2 separate regions of the Arabidopsis thaliana genome follow, and region 2 is linked to region 1. Evidence: chromatin contacts called from public capture Hi-C data. All regions are on one chromosome and are shown on one strand. Each heading gives the region's core, a stretch centred on a gene start, on an enhancer-like site or on the middle of the called end of the contact. The rest is flanking DNA. Distances are from core to core; before and after follow the strand shown. Region 1 holds the start of VSP2 (vegetative storage protein 2). Region 2 holds the start of CYP71A15 (cytochrome P450, family 71, subfamily A, polypeptide 15).

The links. Capture Hi-C pulls out chosen DNA fragments and counts their contacts.
Region 2: a capture Hi-C map of shoot shows a contact between it and region 1, with 2.2 times the contacts expected there. The contact joins the promoter of CYP71A15 here to the promoter of VSP2 in region 1. A contact is called at or near these places in 2 of 26 Hi-C or Micro-C datasets (callus and cotyledon) and 1 of 3 other capture datasets (shoot).

What each region holds. Positions count from the first base shown.
Region 1 is chr5:8,500,873-8,503,883 of TAIR10.1, reverse strand. VSP2 (vegetative storage protein 2) reads left to right here and starts at 1,660. Exons shown (of 3, transcript NM_122386.4): 1 at 1,660-2,449; 2 at 2,691-2,903; 3 at 2,997-3,011. The coding sequence starts at 2,040. It also overlaps the pseudogene AT5G24775.
Region 2 is chr5:8,596,264-8,599,377 of TAIR10.1, reverse strand. CYP71A15 (cytochrome P450, family 71, subfamily A, polypeptide 15) reads left to right here and starts at 1,617. Exons shown (of 4, transcript NM_122404.1): 1 at 1,617-2,000; 2 at 2,928-3,114. The coding sequence starts at 1,617.

The DNA of each region.
Region 1 (3,011 bases), core at 411-2,910:
ATTATAATCCGTTTTGATACCCATCAACTTAGTTGCAGCAGATAAAGGCGAATGACCCTTTTTACATCCTTTATATAAGGGATATTTTGCTGCATCTAACATATCAAAAAACTTCCGTGCTTCTAAATTAGGTTCCTCTACTCTATCACTATCCCCATCAAACGAGTGTACATTTTCACGAAAAGCATCATTTACCATCTGAACGGTACCTACATTTGCATCTACTTCCGGATTTGGTTCCACTAACCTATCAACAGGATAATATTCGCTACAACTACCATAATTCACCATTGACTCATTCTCTCCATGCATGAACCAAACTTTGTACCCCGACATAAACCCTTCCCCATATAAGTGCATCCAAACTTGAGATACATGAAGAACTCCAAAATTCCGACATGTACAACACATTTTTTTTGATTCGATGGTTACCGGTTGATTTGTCGCGAATGCCATGAATTGTTTAAGACCTTCTGCATATTCCGGCATTAGTAACTCCGTTAGCGGATCACGCATGGGCTGGTCCATCCATGATCGAAAATAATTAAACGGATTTGAAGAAGCCATTTCTCTCTGGTTATATTTTGTTGCTGCTTGGACGATTTTGTGAATGATGGTAGAAAAATATAAAGATGAGAATTATCAATGTTTTCGACGGGTTTTCGACGGACGTCCGACGGGTTTTGGCGACGAATTTCCGACGGAAATTTTGAATATTTATTTTTTAAAATAAAAAAATGCACGGCTATGTGACCGTGCGGCGAATTGACCGAGTAGCTACTTGACCGAGTGTATTTCGTTGGAATTCCGTCGGAAAAGTGCAGAATATTCTGATGAATATTCTAGGGATCAAAACGGATATATTTTGGTCGGAAATCCGTCGAAACATTTGGTCGGATTTAATTTGGTCGGATTTAATTTGGTCGGAGTTTCGTTGGAAATGACTGATGAATTGTCGATCATTTAGAATTCGTCAGAAAAGTTCGACGACATTTTGACGGAAAACATGTCGTCAGAAAACCGTCGGAATACCATTACGAAACCGTCGAAAATTTTCGACCGTTTATTTATCGTCGAAAAGTCTGTCGAAAAGGGTTTTGTTCTCTTGTAGTGTACCACAACTTGGTTTGCAACACTATATATACTTTTTGATATATAAAAATTCTATTAAACTACTTAAATATTTCGTCATGAGGTTATATGCATTAGAAAAAAATATATAACAATATTGTTGGAAGACTGGACAATTATCGTTGAAACTATAGCTATCACCAAGATACAACTTTTTGTGGAAAATCTTGGTGGCAATTAGAAACTGTTCCCAATCTCGGGCATGAAAATCGTTATTCAAATATTTGTCAACAACTAGTGAATAGTGATACAGCTATATATGTTTGCTAATTTATTGAATTATTTAATGTTACGACTTTACGTAACAATTATTTAACGTCTATTCTTGTGTACCTCACATTTCTTATCGTCATGTCTCATCTCTTATATTATTCACAGTACACCCATCTCTTCTCGCTCACTGTGGAACCTGTTGTCAATTACTCGTTTTGCATTTTATTGGTTTTCCCAATTACTCTATCAATTATTTATCAAAAAAAAAAAAATGAAACATTTACTCTATATATTATTTCCGCAAACACAAATTATACTCACATCAACATATTCAATACATTTTTCTAGTAATGTAGAACAACTTTACAGTATTCTCCAAAACGAAACTCTAATTCAAAATTTACAAGCAGATAAGCCAAAGATAATAGAACAACAAAACGCCAAATTCTAGTTAAGCACACAATCTCAACGTGCACTAAAAACGAGTGGTGTAAGTGAAAAATATCGTCGATTATAAACATTATGGGACCAGTAGCATTTGTTGCACCAATCGAAAACAGACAAGCACACATATCTCCTCATTTCTCATCTGGCTTCTTAATCATTTCTCATAACCCCACCTCATTATAAATACCACCCTTTGCGTCACACATATAAACATCACAAACTAAACAATAAACCATACCATAAAAAACATGAAAATCCTCTCACTTTCACTTCTCTTGCTCTTGGCCGCTACGGTCTCGGCATCCGTTCCAGGGCTCATCGAACTCGTCGATTCGAAAACCATCTTTGGGAACGTAGCCGAACTCTTAGAGAAAGAGAAACTTTCCATCAACTACGCCAACTGCAGAAGCTGGCACCTTGGTGTTGAGACCTCTAACATCATAGACTTCGACACGGTGCCCGCAAATTGCAAAGACTATGTTGAAGACTACTTGATCACTTCCAAACAGTACCAATACGACTCCAAAACCGTGTGCAAAGAGGCTTATTTCTATGCCAAAGGACTTGCCCTAAAGAACGACACCGTCAATGTTTGGATCTTTGACCTAGATGATACCCTCCTCTCTAGTATTCCCTACTACGCAAAATATGGATACGGGTATATATACGCATAATTATCATTATTAGTTCTACCCACACCACCTCCATTGCATTAACAATATTATCTTCATATTTTTTTTTTAATGGTTTAGATATCACTATATGCACGTTTCGGTTTTATTTTATATATATTATTTGCAACTCTAAATAGTTTCAGTACTGACCTAAATGTTTTTTTTCATATATATCTTACTTTGTGATTTCATTTTGAACTACTTTTTTTTTTTTTGGATTCTTAGAACAGAGAAGACCGACCCGGGGGCGTACTGGTTGTGGTTAGGGACCGGAGCATCAACCCCTGGACTCCCGGAGGCCTTGCATCTTTACCAAAACATCATAGAGCTCGGGATTGAACCCATCATACTCAGTGACCGTTGGAAGTTGTGGAAGAATGTCACTCTCGACAATCTCGAAGCTGCTGGCGTGACCTACTGGAAGCATCTCATATTGAAGTAAGAATATTCAAGTAGTTAGTTATATAGTAATTAAATAAATTATAAGTATCATATATGTGATTGAATCAAGGACTAAATATGGAAATGTAGGCCTAATGGTTCGAA
Region 2 (3,114 bases), core at 368-2,867, 96 kb before region 1:
TCCAATAATTGTTGTTTTGTTCCTCTAAACAAAATGTTCCAAATAAATTTTATTTTAATTTCTAACATAATCCTCCTTTATTTTTAAAGTTTATAAATTCTATCCACTTAGGTTATTTTTAAACAAAACAAAATAAATTTTCATTATAACACATAAATAGACAATCGAATGATTAAGACATTATTTTTAAGCATCATCATTAGTACTATTTTTATATTTTAAAATTTCAATTAATTTAGTAAATATATCTAATACAAATTTATATTTTTAGGTATTAAATGATAACTTATTAAAATTGGAAGAGTTTTTTGTAAATAAAAAAATTATGCTTTAAAAATAGAGAAATGATTAGTATTGCTCCAAATTTGGAGCAATACTATCTTTATTTTTGGCGCAAGATATTGAGTACCATTGATGATGATTTTATATCAAATATAGAGCTTGTAGCAAGAAGAAGGGTGACTTACATTATCCTTGTGGTAAGGTTTGTAGTACGAAACTATTTTTAACCATTATCCTTCAAACAAACAATGTTAATAATTCTATGTCAAGTTTCTAGATCTTAATCTCCGATAACAAACTAATAATTAACAATTGTTAGAACATCCAACAATAAAGCATAAAGAGTGAAAAAAAAAAAAAAATCCAATTAAAACCTGCAATTTTTCTCGTTCTCAAATAAAACTTCTAACTAATTAATTTTCTTAAAAAATCTTCAAGTCGTCAAAATTCAAACTTTTCCTATTTAAAACTTATCTTGAAAACCTCCAAATTGAAATATTTTCCCAATTAAAACCTCAAACTTTTTTTCGTTTCTAAATAAAATTTCTAACATAACTAATTAATTTTTCCTAAAGAAACGTTTAAGTCATCAAATTTTGAGTCTGATCAATGATTTACTAACGATAAACGGCTTTTAACAACATATTTTCCATTTATTTAGTTTTTGAAATTCACATGTTTTAGTTACAGTAGAAAATATAAAATCAAAATTGAGGATTGAATAAATTTATACTTGAATGATTGTTAAAATTTATACTTTAATGATTATGGTTAAAATTTTAAATCAATCGAAGTAAATAACCCAATTGGTAAGTAACTAAGTATTAAAAGATTCCAAAATAGGAAATATACAATAATGTTTTGCTTGTGCATCGGTGGTCATTAAGTAAAGGGCACCATTCAATTCTTAGAGTGGTAGGAAGCGAGAAACCAAGCCAATATGGTATCCCATATGGCTAAGCTTATGAGAGAGTTAGAGACAAGTGTCGCATTAGGTGTCGTATGAAAGATGCATACGATGTATATACAGTTTTTTTAACAACGTGTCTATTTGTAATTATCACTCATTGTCTTACTTGATAGCTTTTGTTTGCTTCTTCTTAATAGGATGCATTTTATTGCATGTGTATGCATTTCTCCAAATGAAATCTTGTGAAACACTTGTCTCTAAGAGTCTAACTCTCACACAAGCTAAAAACACGTCAGCTTGAGGTCCACTTAGCTTATTGATGAGTAGTTTTAAAGTTTGTGTGTTTCCAACTAATCAGTAACTAGTAATCACCCAACACATAAATAAATATATTACGAGTGAGAGAATTGTTTCAAAGTTAGAAATGGAAATCATAATCATCTCTCTCTGCCTAGCAACAATCCTAGCCTTTCTTCTCCTAAAACCACTTCTGAATCGAACCGTTGCCAAAGACAACCTACCACCGTCTCCGTGGCGAGTTCCGGTAATCGGAAACCTCCACCAGCTAAGCCTCCACCCTCACCGCTCCCTTCGTTCCCTCAGCCACCGCTACGGGCCACTCATGCTCCTTCATTTTGGCCGTGTCCCGATCCTCGTAGTCTCTTCCTCTGACGTAGCTCATGACCTCATGAAAACACACGACCTTAAGGTTGCGAACCGCCCGCGATTAAAAGTGATTGAAACAATCCTCAACGGTGGGAGAGAAGTGGTTTTTTCCCCTTACGGAGACTATTGGAGGCAGATTAAGGTGTTTTTGCTAAGTCATTAATTTATATATACAGTTAACAATTAGTTGTGGTTAGCTCTCTGGATTTGCTATCTGTGGCCTATTATATAATTTCCAAAGTCTATATTTGATTAAGTTTTACCAGTTAGATTGATAGTTACATGTTGTAGTGAATACATGCACCGTGCGTTTGATTAATTTTGATCCCCCTTCCGTTTTATTTTAATTTGAGTATCGTCTTGTAAACAAAAAATGTCGTTTAAAAAAAAATTCAATTTTATTTTATAGTTTTAATTTCTTGACCAATAAAAAATTTACATAACATATTAATAAAAGGTAAAAATAGTATTGTTTCGTTAATTTGTGAGTAAAAAACTAAAAGACATATAATACGAAATGAATTGTATACTATTTACTTCTTGAAGTACGTTTGTTTTAAAAGTCAGAAGGTATTTACTTGTTGAAATACATATACAGTTCTATAATGTTTAATCTTCCAATTGAAAAATACAATACATTTAAATAAAACCATTAAATATTTTTATACAAACTTTCTTATTAGATATTTGATTTTCGTAAGTTTAGTTAATAAGAATAACTTGTATATGAAATTAACATTGTTTGGCAAGAATAATAGCAGAAATAAATAAATAAATAAAAAATGAGAAGAATTGTGGACTTCATACATAAGAATTAGTGTTTCTTTTCTAATATATAGAGGATGTAATAAAGGCATGAGTTGAGCTTTAAAAGAAAAAAAAACATTTGCTTTGTGCGTAGAGAAAGAACAGAACACATTTTTTTGCAAAAGATAAACAACGGAAGTTTGAGAGAAAGTAGTATTTTTGTTTGTTAAAAACTTTGATATATTAATGCTCTTGATACTTAGATATATTAATTTTCTCATTAAGAAACTGATGAAAGTATTACGTCTGTTTTGTGAGGAAGACTGTATGCGTCGTCCATCTACTCAATAAGAAAATGGTACAATCCTTTGCAAAAGTAAGAGAAGAAGAGAGAAGTGTAATGATGGAGAAGGTCGAGAAAGCAAGTTCCGATTCTTCACCACTAAATCTAAGCAAGCTTCTTATAACACTTACAAGCGATGTGGCAAGTAGAGTTTCTTTTGGGAAAA